Regions from separate parts of the Ovis aries genome. Here region 2 is linked to region 1. Evidence: chromatin contacts called from public Hi-C data. All regions are on one chromosome and are shown on one strand. The core of a region is the stretch at or near the end of the contact, and the rest is flanking DNA. Distances in the headings are between cores, read along the strand shown. Region 1 overlaps GDF10 (growth differentiation factor 10). Region 2 has its middle 16 kb from the start of TRNAS-AGA.

What was found. Hi-C and Micro-C count contacts between places; a contact is called where the count stands out from the background.
Region 2: a Hi-C map of hypothalamus shows a contact between it and region 1, with 4 times the contacts expected there. The contact joins two enhancer-like sites. A contact is called at or near these places in 3 of 16 Hi-C or Micro-C datasets (hypothalamus, skin fibroblasts and tail adipose tissue).

The regions. Positions count from the first base shown.
Region 1 is chr25:41,275,892-41,279,162 of ARS-UI_Ramb_v3.0, reverse strand. GDF10 (growth differentiation factor 10) reads left to right here. Exons shown (of 3, transcript XM_004021551.6): 2 at 1,909-2,834. Among named protein-coding and RNA genes, the nearest start is that of GDF10, 8.8 kb to the left of the region's middle. Within about 2 kb of position 1,737, at least 9 of the 54 cell types and tissues checked have an H3K27ac peak or open chromatin away from gene starts, as enhancers often do. A contact at or near this core is called in hypothalamus, where this site is marked.
Region 2 is chr25:41,394,248-41,397,518 of ARS-UI_Ramb_v3.0, reverse strand. No RefSeq gene overlaps it. Among named protein-coding and RNA genes, the nearest start is that of TRNAS-AGA, 16 kb to the right of the region's middle. Within about 2 kb of position 1,563, at least 14 of the 54 cell types and tissues checked have an H3K27ac peak or open chromatin away from gene starts, as enhancers often do. A contact at or near this core is called in hypothalamus, where this site is marked.

The sequences.
Region 1 (3,271 bases), core at 488-2,987:
GCTTCTTTGTGGGGATTCTCCTTTCGAGCCGGGGCTAATCCAACCTAGGAGACTTCAGGGGGGTGGCCTTTCTCTCAGTCTGGAGTTCCCTGCAATGTAGGGATACAGGCACAGTCAGAGCTGGGCCAGTCTGTGGCCCTTCAGGCCACTGAAGGCTTGGGGGTTACCCACCCATACAGCTCCAAGCAGGGAGGGTCTTCATATAGCGGGCCGCCTAGTGAAGGCCAAGCTGCCTATGGCCAAAGGCATTCAAGCCAAATGGAGGAAAGACTCCTGCCTGCCCTGAGTGTAATTGATCAGGCTGCCTGACTGCTAAGATTCTTCCCTTTCTGAGTTCCTGAGGGTGCTCTCCCTGGCTCTCCATCCTAAGGGAGGGGCAGCATGCACCATTGCCCTCCTGTACCCCATGCAGAAATAACCTCCAGGGCAGGCCGTACTCTCCTCGTCTACATCACGTCTTGCCACCCAGGGGACAGTCCTCCCAGCACCTTCGTCTGGTCATACACACCTCAAGTCAAGGTTGCTGTCCTGACCTTGGTGGTCCCAGTTATACTTCCTTAGTCCCTCTCTTGCCCTCTACTTTGTCACTGGAAGGGGAGCCAAGGTGCTTTTCTCCAGAAAGTCCCATCTTGGTTCCCCCCAGTCGGCTGTTTTCCTTCTCATCACACGCTGCAGATGTCTAGGCCAGAGATGCTTGCATCCTGCTGTGAAGAGCCAGCTCTTTGGAAAGAGTCCGAAATGTCTACCCTCAAGCTTCCTAAGTGTTCTCCAGCAAAGAACCTGTTAGCAGAAGGACGGAGTTGACTTGAATTGGGTAAAAGAAAAGTTCTTCCTCAGCTGTGTGAGCTGGACCACTGACTGAGAGGGGCCTGCACTGGTGTAGGAGGCTCTTGCTCTGCCAGCCTGGGTCATCTGGGTAAAAGTGATGAGGAAGCACATTTAGGGCATTCCTCCTCTGTGCCTGGCACCTTATAGATGTTATTTATTTAATCCTCCAAGCATTCAGGTGAGACAGAGATTCTAGGTCCCTCTGAGGCAGATGAGCAAGGTGTTGTCCCATTAGGGCCTGGAAGCCTGGTTCCTAGGGTCTTTCCCAGCTGGAAGGGTGGGGCTGCCTTGTTGGTGATCTTGTGCGGGTCAACCCCAGATGTGTTTGAGGGATCCTGGTCCTTATCATGGGTCTGGCCTCTGGAGAGCAACCTGATGTTGGAGGTTCTACGGAGTGACCTGCTGCAACCCTGATAGTGTTCTTTCTTTGTAAAACAAGTTCCAAAGGCCTTGGGCAGAGTGAATAGCAGACACTGGAACAGCTGTGTTCTTAAGTTCAGTTTTTCTCAGAAGCCACTCAGAATGCAGGTACAGCGCGAGGGACGCTATTTAATTTACCTCATTTGGACAAAGGACTGCATTTAATGTCTATAAAATAGAGGGCTGTGCAAATTCAAGAGGCAGCGGAGGCGGGGTCGGGGGGGCACTACTGTCAGCAGGGCTTGGATCCAACCCGAGCTATCCCAGATACCTCATTCCAGCTTGTCTCATGAATGAAGGTGGTGGGAACGCTTGTTCAGTGAGGGGCATCAGAGCGCAGGGGTGGGAATGGGAGCTTCAGCATGCAGCAACCCGGATCCTGTCTGCAGGCTTTTTTTCTTCCTTTCTTTGTAATGGGATGTGGACAATCCCTAACCTCTCTGACCTTAATCCCGCGTACTCATCTGGTCACTGAAAATAGCAAAGGGTGCCCTCATGCGTTCAATGTGAGAATTACAGGGGATGCGGAAAGCCTGGCTGGCCTGGAAGTGCCCCCATCAATAGGCGTTCCTCCTCCGTAACTTGAGGAGGGAGGCCTTGTGAACACGGGGCTTATCCAGGAGACAACCTAACAGGCTGTGGTCTGTCCTTCCCTTACAGAAGTGGTCAACCAGAAGGCCGTGTATTTCTTCAACCTGACTTCCATGCAAGATTCAGAAATGATCCTGACGGCCACATTCCACTTCTACGCAGAGCCACAGTGGCCCCCTGCGCGTGAGGTGCCCTGCAAACAGCGGGCCAAGAATGCATCCTGCCGCCTGCTGCCCCCTGGCCCCCCCGCACGCCAGCACTTGCTCTTCCGCAGCCTTTCGCAGAACACGGCCACTCAGGGGCTGCTCCGTGGGGCCATGGCCCTGCCACCCCCGCCGCGAGGCCTGTGGCAGGCCAAGGACATCTCCCTCATTGTCAAGGCGGCCCGCCGCGATGGCGAGCTGCTCCTGTCTGCTCAGCTGGATTCTGGAGAGAAGGACACAGGAGTGCCCAGGCTCGGCCCTCACGCACCCTACATTCTCATCTATGCCAATGACCTGGCCATCTCAGAGCCCAACAGCGTGTCAGTGACACTGCAAAGATACGACCCCTTCCAGGCTGGGGACCCAGAGCCTGGTGCAGCCCCCAACATCTCAGCAGACCCCCGCGTGCGCCGGGCCACGCAGGCCCCCGGGCCCCTCCAGAACAACGAGCTGCCTGGGCTGGATGAGAGGCCAGCACATACCCCCCATGGCCAGCACTACCACAAGCACGAGCTGTGGCCCAGCCCCTTCCGTGCACTGAAGCCTCGGCCAGGCCGCAAGGACCGCAGGAAGAAGGGCCAGGATGTGTTCATGGCCTCCTCACAGGTGCTGGACTTCGATGAGAAGACGATGCAGAAAGCCCGGAAGAAGCAATGGGATGAGCCACGGGTCTGCTCCCGGAGGTATCTGAAGGTGGACTTCGCGGACATAGGGTGGAATGAGTGGGTCATCTCACCCAAGTCCTTCGACGCCTACTACTGCTCGGGGGCCTGCGAGTTCCCGATGCCCAAGGTAGGGTCGCCCTGCTGTGCTCCGCTCGCTGTCATCTCAGCTCTGCCCTCGTAGGCGAGTCCTTCTGCCTCCTCACTCTGTTCCCTGTCTGTAAGCAGGGATAATAACACCTCCCATCCATCTGAGCCAGAGAATAGCTAGACAGGCATACCCAAATGGCAGCCTGTTGGGTGGATACAACCCACAGATGGATGCTGTCTGGCTGTCCTTTTGAAAGTGTTGCCTTCATAGCACTGGAATTTTAAATCAGAACCTGTCTTCTTTTGCAGAGCAGGAGATCCTTCCTTTCAGGTGTGTGTTTCCACACAGCAAATCACAGAGGTTGCGTGGACGCTGGCCGTTCCCCATTCCTCCCCCCGCCCCACCCCGCACACAGGTCCAGTCTCTTAAACACCTTCATTGCCAAGGCTCTTCTGGAAATCTGGCTTGGATTTCAG
Region 2 (3,271 bases), core at 314-2,813, 120 kb before region 1:
ATATTCTCTGCAGAATGGAATGGCTACCCACTCCAGTATTCTTGCCTGGAGAATTCCGTGGACAGAGGAGCCTGGTGGGCTAGAGTCCATCAGATCGCAAGAGACATGACTAACACTTTGCTTCCTTTCACATTTATCCGAGCTTCTCCTACTCTGCACTCTGTTGGGAGAATCGGGAAGAATGGGCAGGACACCACTTCCTACCTGGGCCCTGCCAGGCCGCCCAGGGGACCTGCTGGGGCCAGCAGGACAGCAGCTGTGATGCCGCCTCCTTTCCCATCACTCTCCCGTGCCTCTCTCCAGCCTCCCGAGCCTGACCCCTTCTGAAAGGCAAGAGGAGTTTGGCTTCAGCCTGCAATACTCCCACTCCACCTCACTACGCTTGGTTTGCTGCCTCATACGTCCCAAAAAAGATGGTTTTCTCAATCAATTTTTCTTCTTCCCACACCAACCAGTGGACCTCTTTTCATGAAGGCACAGTGTTTGGGTCACATCTAGATTTGATGTGACCTAGATTTGAATCTAGGTTCTCTCACTTGATAACTGGGCTCCTTTGCCAAGTGAATGATACCTTCATGTTCCAAGTAAATGGAGACAATCATGGCCATGAGGAAGGTCCCTGGTAGAGTGTGGCTCCTTGTGGGCACATTTTGTACATATAGGACTCCTCTCTTCCCATTCTTATCCTTCTAGTTCAACCACAGTCACTCAGTAATTACCTCCTCATGCCCCTGACCAAGGATAACTTCTCTCTTTTAAGCAGGGGAGCCTGAGACTCAGTGGCCCCAAGCTGCAAGACCATAGGTTCCTGAGTGTGTAGCCCAACTGAAATTCCCTCCCCAGGAGGCTGTCAAAACAGTCCATGCCTCCTAAAGCAATTCTCCCAGGAGGTGCTGTAGCTCCAGAAACAACTTACCACAGTTCACGGGAAAGTTTATCCTGTAATCAAACTGTAAGAAACACAACAGCCTCTTCTGCCCCATGCTGCTGAAGCTTATGATAGTAACTCAACAATTAAAAAATACATATATTGTGTTGACATATTTCTATTCCTGGCCAAAAAAAGAAAGGAGAGAAAATACAAGTGCATTTTATTTTTTTTACCCATGTTCAGGAGAAAGCATGCAGCTGTGTTCGTCCCACAGCAGGATTTCTGGGCTGTGATGTTTTGTCCCAGGGAAGGCAGGGCTTCCGCAAGGCTGGCAGAGGGCTTTCCAGTACCCTTGACTTTGGTGAAAACAGTGCAACAAGGACCAAGAATAGGCACGGATGAATGCAGACACAGGATGCTGGGAGTGTCTCTAGCTGGAAGGGCCCGGCGCTAGGAAATGAGCCCTGGGATCTGCTGAGACCTGCAACTGATACGTGTGTGGCCTGGAGCAAGTGACAGGTCATCTCTGATCCTCTACTTTCCTTACTGTGAAAAGCATCACAATCCCAGTGAAAACTGACAGGCAGGTGTCTGGGCTCTCTCTCTCTTTTGTCCCACTGGTGAGGATGGGGCCCAGATACTGTCTCTGCCTTGGAGGAGTCTTTTTCCTGCCTCCTGCACTCGCAAGACCTGTGGGTATCCTGGGCACCTGCCAGCCTTCCCCTGGCAACGAGAGCAGAGTACCAGCAGGGGTCAGCCCATAAACCTTGCAGGATCTTCAGAGAGCAGTGAGCTAGCTGGGAGAGGCCTCCCTCAAGAATAGCACAAAAGGCCACTGTTTATCAAGCTCATGCCCTGTGCCAGGCACACACTTCATCCTCACAACAGCCCTGTGAGGGCAGTATGAAAAATGAGATCCAGAGAGGTTTGGTCACATGCCCCAGGCATCCAGCCAGTGGACCCAGAGGGCCATAACCACCTCTTAAGCTCCCTACTTGGGAGGGAGCAGAAGGCCCATTCCAAGAGAGATCCTGCAGATGGTATATGGGTGTGCTCTTTACTGCAGACAAACTTTCTCTGTCTCCACTCTGCTTTGTTCCACCTTCCCTGGGATCAGAGGCTATGGATGAGAAGCACTGTGGAGTCCCGATGAGTCCATTGTCCAGGATCTGCAATCACTGGGGCCCTGCCTTCTCTAAGCCTTGGGCAGGAATCTGTATGGATATCTATAAAGGACCAGGCATGATACCAACTCCTTACTCCATGACCTGCCCATTATGCAGATTGGCAAACTGAGCCTCAGAGAAGATCAATAACAGTTTAAGCTCACCCAACATGTGACTACACTTCTCTGCAAAGCTGATGGTCGGGTCATCCCAACCTTCTAAGGTGACAACGCTGACTTCACCCAGCCACTAAGCAACCAGGGATCCCAATCAGCAGAATCGCAGCAGCAGCTCTCACCTCATCCAACTGTAGAGAAGATTTGTTAGGATACACAGAGGATGTAAGCTATGCTTAAGAATCCTGATCTCCGATAGACAGAAGACTGCTTTCTTTTTCTTTTACATCTTGGATCCTAATCATTGCTGTGCGTGCAAATGCATGTGTTCTGTTTTGCATTGTAGAAATAAAAAACAAAACCACCAACACCTAAAAGGCACCTGAGAAACTAGGGGGGAACTAAGACATGTGTTTGGTCGTCTCATCGCCAGGCTCTGTCTTTGGTGCTCTGTATACTGACTCCTCTCAGCATTTCATTTCTGTGAGAGAGGTACCATTGCCATCTCCATAGCACAGAGGGGGCGCCTGAGACTCCGAGCAGTGATCTGGCCTGCAGTTCTGGGACACTGGGCCTGGAACCCCCGGCTCCAGCTCCGATTGGTGGGTCCCATAGCCTTCTCATCCTTTCTCGGAGCCTGGAAGCAGAGCAGAGGGAGGAGGGAGGCCCAAGCTGGCAGATGTGAAGAAAGATCTTCCAGGGCAGAATGCCACAAACTGTGGGAGGGTCTGGAGGTGAGAGGATGCAGCGAATTTTAAACCTGACATATTTCACTTTTAACATCCTCCCCTGACAGTCTCCAGATGCAGGAAGTGGTGAGAGTGCACATTCTTCAAAAGCCCTCCCAGGAGAATGACCGGGCCCTGAAGCAGAAAGGGAAGCGGGTCAGGAAAGCGGGGCGCGGGGCGGTCGGGGCTTGCCTGCTGTGCAAGGCCAGGCCGCACACACCATGTCCTTCATGCGAGATCCGGGGAGGCCCTCCTGGGATGCTCTGGCCCTATGGGCTGGTCAGACAACGGCACTCTCGTGGTTCCCAGACATGAAAGAAGGGGCAGGGCAAGGGGCCACTCCCCTCCTCCCTCCCCCACAGGACTAGAGTGCCTGCCACGACCTCTGAC